3 separate regions of the Pan troglodytes genome follow, and regions 2 and 3 are each linked to region 1. A link is a contact called in public HiChIP or PLAC-seq data. All regions are on one chromosome and are shown on one strand. Each heading gives the region's core, a stretch centred on a gene start, on an enhancer-like site or on the middle of the called end of the contact. The rest is flanking DNA. Distances are from core to core; before and after follow the strand shown.

Region 1 (3,576 bases), core at 708-3,207:
GTACGCTCGGGCCTCATCCCAGACCTAGTGAATTAGAAACTTGAGGGTGGAGTCCAGAAATCTGTGTTTTCATATACGCTCCCCATCGCTTGAGTCCGGGAGTTGGAAGCTGCAGTGAGCGATGATCGCAGCACTGCACTCCAGCCTAGGCAACGTGCGAGAACCTGTCTCAAAAAACTAACAAAATACATACACACACACACACACACACACACACACACACACACACACACACACCCTGCAGGTGATTACGATCTCAAGTTCTAGAGGCTTACATTAAAATTTACACATTTGCTTCTACTATTTACAAGTTTATGTTTCAGCCTGAGCTCTTCTTGTAAGACAGACCACGAGGTACCCCAGATGGAGGAATGTGCAAAGACGCCGGGGCTGGAGCTGGAATCCGTCCCGAGACTTCTCACCTTGACCTCGAGTAAGGCAGGAGGTCGGAGACAGGGGGTGGGCAGGCCGGGGAAAGAGGAAACCCTCAGGACGAGAGGGTTGTGGCTCGTCACGTGGCCACTTGAGGGCAGCAAGTAGCTGCAGCTGGAGGTAGCTGCCTATCTGATTCTGTTTGAGAGTCCGCCAAGTTGGGATTTAAATTAGACATCAAGAAGAATTTACAGACCGGCCTTGCCTTGTTCCACGGTAAGGGGACATTGGGTTTAGGGCTGGAGGAGGTAGTCTCTGGGACTCTGGGCCCGGCGGAAGGAGGAACCGGCGTTCTAAGAGATTAGAGAGCCTTTAGTTGTTTCCTTTCTTAGGTGTTTTTTTTTTTTTCTTTTTTTTTTTTTAACCTCAGTGCCACGGAATCCGTCTCTTCCAGCCCACAGTGTACCTTCTCCTGTCCCCACCCATATCCCTCCTCCTGGAAAATTTCTCCAATGGCGCTCAGCGTTCGCACCCTTCCTCTCCGCGGTTTTCTAGTCCCTAGGCCCCAGCCCACTAGAAGCCAGGATGCCCCCTCACCCCGTCTCCCACTCTCCAGCGCCCCAGCTCCTTGCCGTCACAAGAACGAAGTAGGTCAGGGGAGGGAAGAGGCATCTTCGTGTCCTGACCTGATTCCTTGCCGTCTATTAAATATCCTACATTGCGGGTATTTTTATTCTGTCCTGGAAGAAAAAATAAAAAGATTATCTATCCCCAGAGCCTGTTAGAAGGTGGTGGCAGGTGGGGTGAGCCATTTCCTCGTCTGGGGCTGGCTCTGAAGATTGATTGGGTCTGGCCCTGAGTAGGCCTGGAGACCCCAGAGAGGCAGGAGGCCTGGGTTACCTACTCGTGGGGAGGGGTCCAGACTGCTGCAGAGTAAGGGGTAGCCAGGCCCCCTCCACCCTCACGTCTGCTAGGCTTGGGGGGCAAATCGGTGCTGGAAATGGGGGGTGGAGGGATAAGGTGGAGTCATGGAAGGGGGGTGGGATTCAGGCCCCTCTTGGGGAGAAAAGCTGGGGGTCTTTGCTGCAGGGGGAGATTTCTGGGGGTGGGGGCTGGAGGACAAAGCATCAGAGACGCACAGAATTCCGAAGAACAGCTCAGGAAGTCGCAGAGCTTGAAGGAGCTGGGGGCGGGGGACAGGCAGGGGCCCGTGACCCAGGGATGGGGCGCCTGTCCCTTCCAGGGGTCCAGTCCTCGGGCCTTCTCTCTGCAGCTTTCCCGGCGGAACGGAGGAGGGAAAGGGAGCCAGGAGCTCAGTGAGGAGCGCGGGGCGGCTGATGCTTCTAGGGGTTCTCTCAGCCCGAGGGGCTCCCGCCCTGTCCCCTACTCTGCACCCCTTGCCTTGGGAGCGGCTGCAGGAGCTCTAGGGGAGCGCTCCGGTAGGGCTGAGGGCAGGCGCCGGGAGAGCCCCCAAAGACGCCGCGCCCCCCGCCCCGCCCCCTGCCCCAGCTCCCCCCCACCCCCACCGACCCAGCGGCCCCCCCAGCTCCCCGCCTGCTCCCGGAGGCCGCAGCCTCCCGCTCCGCTCGCGCTCTCGCCGCTTCTGCCGGCTCGCCCGGCCCCGCGCTCCGCCGTCTCCTCGCCGCCCGCCCCTCCGCCAGCCCCGGGGACCGCGCGGCCGCAGCCTGAGCCAGGGCCCCCTCCCTCGTCAGGACCGGGGCAGCAAGCAGGCCGGGGGCAGGTCCGGGCACCCACCATGCGAGGCGAGCTCTGGCTCCTGGTGCTGGTGCTCAGGGAGGCTGCCCGGGCGCTGAGCCCCCAGCCCGGAGCAGGTAGGACTGGCGGGAGCCGCCCCGGGTGGGCCGGGGGCGGGGAGGGACGGGCAGGCAGGTGTGGGCATGGGCAGGTGTGGACGGCCTGGCGATGTCCGCGAGGGGGGCATTGTCCGCAGGAGGCCAGGAGCGCTGTGGGCTGTGGGCAGGTGGATAGGGACCCCACTTTCCCAAACACATAGGGTGTGTGAGTGACGGTGAAGACACCGATGCCCGGACCTCTCCTTCTCTCCTGGAAGGATACTGGAGGGACCTTAGGAGAGGGGGCTCTATGTGGCCATGGGCTCTGAAAGGGGACAGCGGGAGAGTCATCAGGACCCCTGATCACCCCAGGCAAGGCTGAATTCTGATGAGATGGGAGCCTGGGGAGGCCCCTGCCCCAGCCATGCCTTCTTTTCCTCTTCTCTGCCACACCCCCGACCCCAAAGCTGATCCAGGCTAGGGATAGGTGGGAGCAGCCAGGGGGATGGTGGGGACACAGCGTCTCTGCCTGGGAAGGCAGCAGCCATTCGGTCACCTTCCCTTGCCTATTTGGTGTCAGTAGAGAGGCAGTGGGCCCAGGAAGAAGCAACTTGCTGCTTCTGCACCCCCAGCCTCAAGAGTCCCCCTCCTCACACCTGCTCCCATTTGCCCTGGCAGCCTTTGGCTTTCAGCTACTCTGGCTCTAGATGGGGCACTGGGGTAGGGGGTGGAGGGAGGCGTCCCATTCTGCACACTCCTCTTCCCCCCTACCAGTTCTCCAAACTCATCTCTCCCACCTGGAAGTCCTTTCTGAGATCTACCTGGAATCCCTCATGGTATAATTTTCATAGTCTCTGTTCTCCCCTAAGCACCTAGACTTTCTCTGGGGTTGGGGAGATGGGTAATTTGCAGCCTGGCCCCTCAGCAGAGATGATTAAGAAGATAGAGACCTGTGCATCATTGGCATGGGTGCCCCTCAGGTGGGGTGAGGGAGGCGCTGTTGAGGTGAGTGCTGTGGTTGACCTGCTGTGTCTCAGGGGTGTGCTGGCACCAGGCACAGTGTCAGTGGCAATGTTCTTGACTTTAATGGTCCCAGCATGTAGCTGAGACAGACCTGGGTCCCTATTGAGAAGAAGAGTATGTGGGGGGTGGGACGGGAAGGAAGCTGACAGTGGGAAGTGTGGGCAGAGGGCAGTGGAGCTGACGAACCGAGAAGCTGCTGGTGAGAACCACCAATTTTCAGGGAGACCACACAGAGGGTGGCCAGAGACGTGGCTTCTAGTCCCGCCATCTCACTTGCTGTGTGACTTTAGGCAAATTACTTTCTCTCTCTGGACCTATTTTTGCATTTATAAAGTGAGGCTGTTGGCAAAATCTTTGACTCTTGTGCGTGGAATAATGAAGGATCTTT
Region 2 (3,576 bases), core at 479-2,978, 400 kb after region 1:
GTTTTTGGAGGCGGCAAAGTCTCAAACTCACTGGTGGTGTGTGGTAGATGACTGACACCTTGGCCGGTCAAGACGCCGGGGTTGGATGGTCCAAGAAGAGGCCTGGGTGTGGGCGGGGACCCTTGAAACTTACACTGTCTGGACGTCAGTGGCGAGCCCGGCCAGACCGATGTACAGCCGGTCACCCATGGGAAAGATCTTCTGGAAGTCCGTGGTCACCATCTGGGCCTGGATCCCGAAGCGCCGGTCTGCAGCGATGGCCACACAGTTCTTCCCCTTCATGGCCATGACGGCCCCTCCGTTATAGGACATAATAGACTAGGACAGACAGAGCGGAGGGGTCAGCGCGGGGGGTCAAACGCTGCCACAGCCCCCGGCCCAGCTCCTGATGCGGAGGCTCCTGTACGCCCGTTCTCCATTCCGGAGGCGTCTGAACCCCTGGTTCTCCAGCTGGGATGAGCACTGTGTGGCGGCAATGAGCCGCACTCACCCTCTTGGTCCTCACCGGGGCCCACTCCCCTCGAACTGAAACCGCTTCCTTCCATCGACCCTAGGCCCTTTTCGTCCCCAAGCCTCTCCTGACCCCCTCCGCTTCTCAATCCTTCCCCATGCCCCTTTGCTTTAACTCCCCATCTCACCATGATTGCGGTGTACTAGGACCCCTCGATCGCCAGAGCAATTCCAGTAAACCGGGTCTAGCCTTCACTGCGCAACCGCTCTCACTGCTGTCTCTTCATTGGCTGATAGGCGGACTCTTCCTGGACATCTGGGCTTTCTATTGGTCGCACGTCCCTGTCGGTCACCAGTACAGGTAGTTTGGTTGCAAAGTCAAAACGGAGGCGGGAAAAGCGGAAGTGAAAAGTCACTGTGGCTGCGGAAGAGACTTGCGACACGGTGCATAGTGGGATCTCGGCGGACCTGGACTCGGGACCTCAGGGACTGGGGGCGGAGCCTGCGCGCACGTGGGCTGGTGAAACTGGGTTTAGGAGGCTGCGGCCCCAGCTGAAGGGGCACCGTGACGCTTATCAACGTGATGTATGAGTTCGTCGTATTAGTCGTGCTAGCTTATTTATTCACTCCAGAAATCCTGCGTTTACTGTGTACCAGGCTTGCGTAGGCTCGGAATATTCACTGGCCCACAACAGTGCCTAGTATATAGGAGGCGCCCATTAAATGGAAATTTAATGATGCAGGTGGGAAGGGGAAGGCGTCGCGTGTAGGCGTCGCGGGTATTTTGCGGCTGCAGGGGTTCAGCCGTGAAGGGGAGTTTGGAAGCCGAAGCTTGTTCTGATTTGGCGGACTTCCTGCGGCCCGACTTCACGTATCCTCAATCTCAGGTCACCCTAAAAAGGGACTTTCCGCGCCTCTCCACGTTTGAGGTAGAACCTGAGGATAGCCAGAGTCGACCTCTCGCCGTTCCAATGGAGGAAGGGCGTGCACGTCCCGCGTCCTCTCCTCCCAAGCTCTTTCGCCTCCCTCCCCCATCAGGATCCTTCCCTTTCTCCCCCGGGTTCCACTTATTTCGCCCGATGGCGGCATCTCTTACGGCGTCTGCGCCGTCCAGGCTCGCTCCCATTGACTCGGCTCACTACTACGCCAGTGGTCGACTCGGTCTCTGTGGCGCAATCGGTTAGCGCGTTCGGCTGTTAACCGAAAGGTTGGTGGTTCGAGCCCACCCAGGGACGCTATGACCTTTTTTTTTTTTTTTTTGGTCTTTTGGGGTTTTTTTTCCTCCCCGGAAGATAAAAACCTAAGCCTTTTACTCAAAAGCCAAATTTTGCATTGAAATGGCAGCAGCAATACTTTTTCTAGGAGAATCACTGTTCTTGAAAATTCTTTGCTGCTCAGTCAATAATGGGATAATTTCTCCAGCACTTCCCTCCACACCCCCCCAACCCGCCTCCAAGCTAGATCGCAGGAAACCTAAAGACAGAGGTTTTTGTCTCACTGTGCATGCAACACGTTTCAGGATGCATTTTTTCATAGGATTAAGAATGAATTTACAGTGGAGGTTCGACAGTTTTCTATTGTCTGCCTCAATCGATATTACAGTCTCCAAATACTACATTTGGAAGGGAAGAGAATGAGAGAGACACACAGAGAGAAACAAGTATGAAGAGAAACAAAGGTGAGAAAGGGAGAACATTGTTGTGATACAGGGAAAGAAGGGACGTGACAGAGAACTAGGCAGGGTGAGTGGGGGAAGACCTCAAGACAATGGAGAGTGGGAAAATAGACGCATTTAATATAAGAAGCATCAGAAAAAAAGGAAAACAACACATTTTTCCCCCTAGAACTACACAGGGAGGTGGGGGAGGAAGATGGGGAAATAGAAGGAGAAACTGACTAAGGACCTTGTTTGGGGGAGATAAAAGGTATAAAGGGCACAGAGGTAAAGACGTTCCGGAAAGCTCTAGAGGAGCCGCCCTCTCCTGTCTCGTCACCATTTTTAAAGGGATCTGATCCTCGCAATAGCTCTTGGTATATGCTGGAGGTAATTGCCTAGATTTCCCGCGTTCCTGTCCTCTGCGAGTCTCTGGCTCGTGACAGCCACTGTGACTCTTCTGATGCACTTGTCAGCTAGAGGACCGCGTGAGATGCAAACACAAAATCAAGGGGCGCCTAATGCCTGACGAGGCGCATTCCTAGGCGCAGTGGGAGCCTCGACCTTTGTGGAGGAGAATGTGCAAAGCACTCTTAAGCAGTTCTCATAGACACTTGGTCTCTGCAGATTCGGCTCAAAGGAGGCCTCTTCTGGAAGCCCACCCCAGTACTCACCCACCCTTAGCGGGAGCTCACACCAGAAGCGATGGGCGCTAAAGGGACAGGCTGTGTGTCCTTCAGGGTTTGCACCCACCGGCCTGTGAGCGCCCTGCGCAAAAGCCAGGCTCCTGTGCCTTGAGTTCCCAGTTCCTAGCGCAGTATTTGACACTGGCACATGACAGGTGCTTTCTATGTCGGCTAGTAGTAGAACAAAAGACTAGGAAACTCTTTCGATGTGGGAAGAGTTGGGTCAGAAGGTTCTCCTGAGAAACCAGAAAGGCCAGGAATGTGGAGACTAGTCATCCAGGACGCAAAAGATGAAAATGGAGTTTTAGTGGGTAATAGGGTCTTAGCACACTCCTCTCTAGCGGTTCTCTCCTGTCTGGCGCTTAACAACCGAGGAATAAGTGGATGGACCCCGGTGGCCCCTCGGGCAGCCCTCCAGGATTCATGGGCCGCAGAGGAACGTCAACCCCCTTCCCACTGGCTGATAATGCCCCGAGGGGCAGCCCCCCAGGTGCCCATGTGGTTGGTGGGTGGGATCCAGATCTCCGCAGAGCCCCTGTTACAGGTTTCTCTTGTTCGGGGTCTTGTAGCCAGAGAGGGGCGGCTGACTGGGAGTCCTTCCCGCGCTCCCCTCCCTGCAGAGCGAGTGGATGCGCGTCTTCCCCGGCAGAGTGCAGGATGCCGGCGACACATTTGCCTGGGAACAGTGGGAGGGTCCCCTTTCCTCCGGGGCCGGTGAACTACTCGCCTCTCCGCCTGCAGGCTCCGGAGCAGGTGACCGGATCTTCCCTTGGCCCTTCTCCCGCC
Region 3 (3,576 bases), core at 350-2,849, 300 kb after region 1:
CCTCTGATCAAGTCAGCACACACCTTCTCCAGGGATTTTACGATGCGGCTCGTTAGAGTGACTCGAATTCGTGAACTGCCACCTCCGCCTCCCTGGGTGTTTTTCCGGTATCCTTAAAAGCCATGGCTGCTGCGCGGCTTCCTGAGCGACTGGTTCCTCGGCGAGGGCGAACAGCGGTGAGTCAGTAGCAGGAGCGTGCGGATCAGCGATCCACAACACCTACGACCGCGTCTTCCTCAAAGAGCTATTTATCTATACACATTTTTGAGACGGAGTCTAGCTCTGTCGCCCAGGCTGGAGTGCAGTAGCGCGATCTCGGCTCACTGCCGCCTCTGCCTTCTGGGTTCAAGCGATTCTCCTGCCTCAGCCTCCGGAGTAGCTGGGATTACAGGCGCCTGCCACCACGCCCAGCTAATTTTTGTATTTTTAGTAGAGACGGAGTTTCCCTGTGTTGGCCAGGCTAGTCTCGATCTCCTGACCTCGTGATCCACCCGCCTCGGCCTCCCAAAGTGCTGGGATTACAAGCGTGAGCCACAAGGCCCGGCCACTATTTATATTTTACACTTGATCTTGGCCAAAAGGCCGAGAAGCGATACTATTTATATTTTTATAATACATATCCCCATCTAACATACTACATACTGCAATTATTTATTACATCTTTTGTTTAGTGTCTAATATCCTCCTCCACCTGCACCCCAGCAGAATGTAAGCTCCAGAAGGAAAAGAATGTTGATCTATTTTGTTCTCTGATGTAATCCGCTGTACGCCCTGGACAGAACCTGCTGTAAAGTAGGAGCTCAATAAGTATTTGAATTAATGTATCGTGGGAAGGAAAGAACCCAGAGAATAAGGGGCGGCTGAAGCTGTGAAAGGAGCAATTAGGCCTGGCGCGGGGGCTCACGCCTGTAATCCCAGCACTTTGAGGGACCAAGGCGGGCAGATCACTTGAGATCAGAAGTTCGAGACCAGGCTGGCCAATAACATGGCGAAACCCCGTCTCTACTAAAAATACAAAAATTAGCCCAGCGTTGTGGCGGGCGCCTGTGGTCTCAGCTACTCTGAGGCTGAGACAGAGAATTGCTTGAACCCGGAAGACGGAGGTTGCAGTGAGCTGAGATCTAGCCACTATACTCCAGCCTGGGCGACAGAGTGAGACTCGGTCTCAAAAAAAGAAAAAAAAAGTGTGTGTGTGGGGGGGACGGGTCAATAAATGGAGCAATACTGCATATGTAAAATACAGAATGGTATGATACCAAGAACACATAGATGGAATGATCTGCAGCACTTCTCAACTGTATTACATTCAACGAAACCGTTTAGAGCTTGTTCTCCCTCCCTCCCCCACTTTCTTTGTTCCTTGGGGAACCCCCACACGGCACAAACCGTGTTTTAATTCCTATTCTCTAGTGTGCAGATAAGTGCCTGGCACTATTAAGTGGTCAAAAGAGGTCGTGAGCAAGTTAACAAATCACTGTTTCCATGTCCCTAACTACTCTTAAGCTCGTAGAGAAGATATTTCCTATCTCTTGCGCTTCTACTTCAACTCCCACTTCGCAGAGAGGGCTAAAAGCGACGTCGTAAACTTATTACGTAATAAGGCAGCGCCCAGAGGCGGAAGAGGCCGGTTTTTGCTCCGGCCACGTGAGGAGGGTGGGCGGGGCGTTAAAGTTCATATCCCAGTGTCCTTTGAATCAACTTCCTTTTTTCTTTTTTCCGGCGTTCAAGATGTCGAAGCGAGGTGAGGTTTTGTTTCTGTAGGATCCTCCACCATCTGTCGTGCAGTGGCTGGCGGATTCGTCAGGAGCGGTGGCCCTAGGCAGCTGGGGCGCTTTGCTCTCCTTCAGGCCGGAGAGAGAGAGCCAGGCCACCGCGAGAGCACTGCCAGGGCCCTCGAAAGTGGCAGTGGGGTGCTGGAGAGTTGAGATGGCAGGATCCCGACGTGAATGTAGTCTGGATACCGCGAGATCGGTCCGCGAATAGGGCTATCGTAATGGGGTTGAAGTTAGACTGGATTAGGCCCTGGTTTGCGCGACCTCTGCGGTTTTATGCCTTGCAGGAGTAATTGCGTTTTGCGAAAGTTAGAGCAAGGGCTGAGTCGTCTAGGTTTCTTAATTTCGATGTCAGAGTGTTAATAGTAAGAAATAGGCTACTTTCCGTGAGAATCGGGTGGCACATGGGGACGGCATAAGTAAAATCCGAGCGAGCTAATCTATAGCGTACAGTCTATCAAAGCATGTGCGGTGAATTACAGCTTGAGTATGAGGGGGAACTCCGAACCATGTCTAGATTGTGATCTCTTTATCCTGTTTCCCTTCCCTTTATATCCACAGGACGTGGTGGGTCCTCTGGTGCGAAATTCCGGATTTCCTTGGGTCTTCCGGTAGGAGCTGTAATCAATTGTGCTGACAACACAGGTGAGGTCTTTGCACGTTGCTATACTCCCCCTTTTAAAAGCACTCAATGGGCCTGTGGCTAATGACCTATTGAGCCGTCAAGAAAGGGGAGAGTGAAAACATCGCTTTTGGGTGAAGTGGCAACATGTGTTGTTTGCTTCAATCGGTGGTGTGACAAGGCGTTCTTGCGGACTAACTGCTTGGGCAGTGAGTGGAGGGAGGGGCTTTGGAAGTGTTTGGGAAATGTTATACTGATGGAACGGCCGGATGGCCCTCAACATTTTTTATTTTTATTTACATTCTTTTGTAGGAGCCAAAAACCTGTATATCATCTCCGTGAAGGGGATCAAGGGACGGCTGAACAGACTTCCCGCTGCTGGTGTGGGTGACATGGTGATGGCCACAGTCAAGAAAGGCAAACCAGAGCTCAGAAAAAAGGGTGAGTAAACACTGAGCCCACCTTAATACTGATGAGTAGTGGGGGGACGCTTTCCTTTATTGGAAAATGGATCAGTTTTCAAGGCCTCAAGTTTGTTTTCCATTGAGAGGCAGTGTGAGATAAGTATCTTAAGTTTTTGCTCATATTGTGTTGGAGGGGGGACCATCATCTTGTCACTTCCATACCTTAGTTGTTTTTTTGTTGTTTGGTTTGGTTTTTTGAGATGGAGTCTCTCTCTGTCGCCCAGCCCATACTGGAGTGCAATGGCACGATCTTGGCTCACTGCAACCTCCGCCTCCTGGGCTCTCAAAAAAAAAAAAAAATTACAAAACGAAAACAACAAGCTGCCCGTTGCTTATTTTATTGTTATTTGTTTTTGAGATGGAGTCTCACTTGTTGCCCAGGCTGGAGTGCAGGGGCACATATCTGTTCACTGCAACCTCCACCTCCCAGGCTCAAGAGATTGTCCTGCCTCAGCCTCCCGAGTAGCTGGGATCATAGGTGTGCACCACCACACCCAGCTAATTGCTCATTACTTAATCTCAGGCTCCCCACTCAAAATTTTTCCTGTCAGGTGTATGATTTAAAGGGGGAGGCCTCAAAATACTTGCAGCTTGTGTCCTGTCTGGCTTTAGAACTTCTGGTGTTTGGTGCATTTTAACTTCAGCGCTTGCACTTTTTTCCTGTGCCTGCCTAATCTGTCTCTACCCTGGGATGTCTTCTCTTCTAAAGAGTTCCTGG

The links. HiChIP or PLAC-seq counts read pairs in DNA pulled down with a chosen protein or histone mark.
Region 2: a contact with region 1 is called in an H3K4me3 HiChIP or PLAC-seq map of stem cell-derived excitatory neurons, with 9 times the contacts expected there. The contact joins the promoter of PSMB3 here to the promoter of PLXDC1 in region 1. A contact is called at or near these places in 1 of 7 Hi-C or Micro-C datasets (stem cell-derived neural progenitor cells) and 1 of 1 datasets of contacts at active chromatin or transcription factors (stem cell-derived excitatory neurons).
Region 3: a contact with region 1 is called in an H3K4me3 HiChIP or PLAC-seq map of stem cell-derived excitatory neurons, with 6 times the contacts expected there. The contact joins the promoter of RPL23 here to the promoter of PLXDC1 in region 1.

What each region holds. Positions count from the first base shown.
Region 1 is chr19:28,936,632-28,940,207 of NHGRI_mPanTro3-v2.0_pri, forward strand. It overlaps PLXDC1 (plexin domain containing 1), which reads left to right and starts at 1,958. Exons shown (of 14, transcript XM_016930789.4): 1 at 1,958-2,204. The coding sequence starts at 2,129. All of the region lies in intron 7 of ARL5C (ADP ribosylation factor like GTPase 5C), which reads left to right.
Region 2 is chr19:29,340,909-29,344,484 of NHGRI_mPanTro3-v2.0_pri, forward strand. It overlaps PSMB3 (proteasome 20S subunit beta 3), which reads right to left and starts at 1,729. Exons shown (of 6, transcript XM_016931892.3): 1 at 639-1,729; 2 at 134-318. The coding sequence starts at 641. TRNAN-GUU (transfer RNA asparagine (anticodon GUU)) reads left to right here and starts at 1,612; the gene lies at 1,612-1,685.
Region 3 is chr19:29,236,880-29,240,455 of NHGRI_mPanTro3-v2.0_pri, forward strand. RPL23 (ribosomal protein L23) reads left to right here and starts at 1,600. Exons shown (of 5, transcript XM_511444.7): 1 at 1,600-1,741; 2 at 2,334-2,417; 3 at 2,707-2,835. The coding sequence starts at 1,729. It overlaps LOC112206164 (small nucleolar RNA SNORA21), which reads left to right and starts at 2,445; the gene lies at 2,445-2,576. It also overlaps the pseudogene LOC129137762.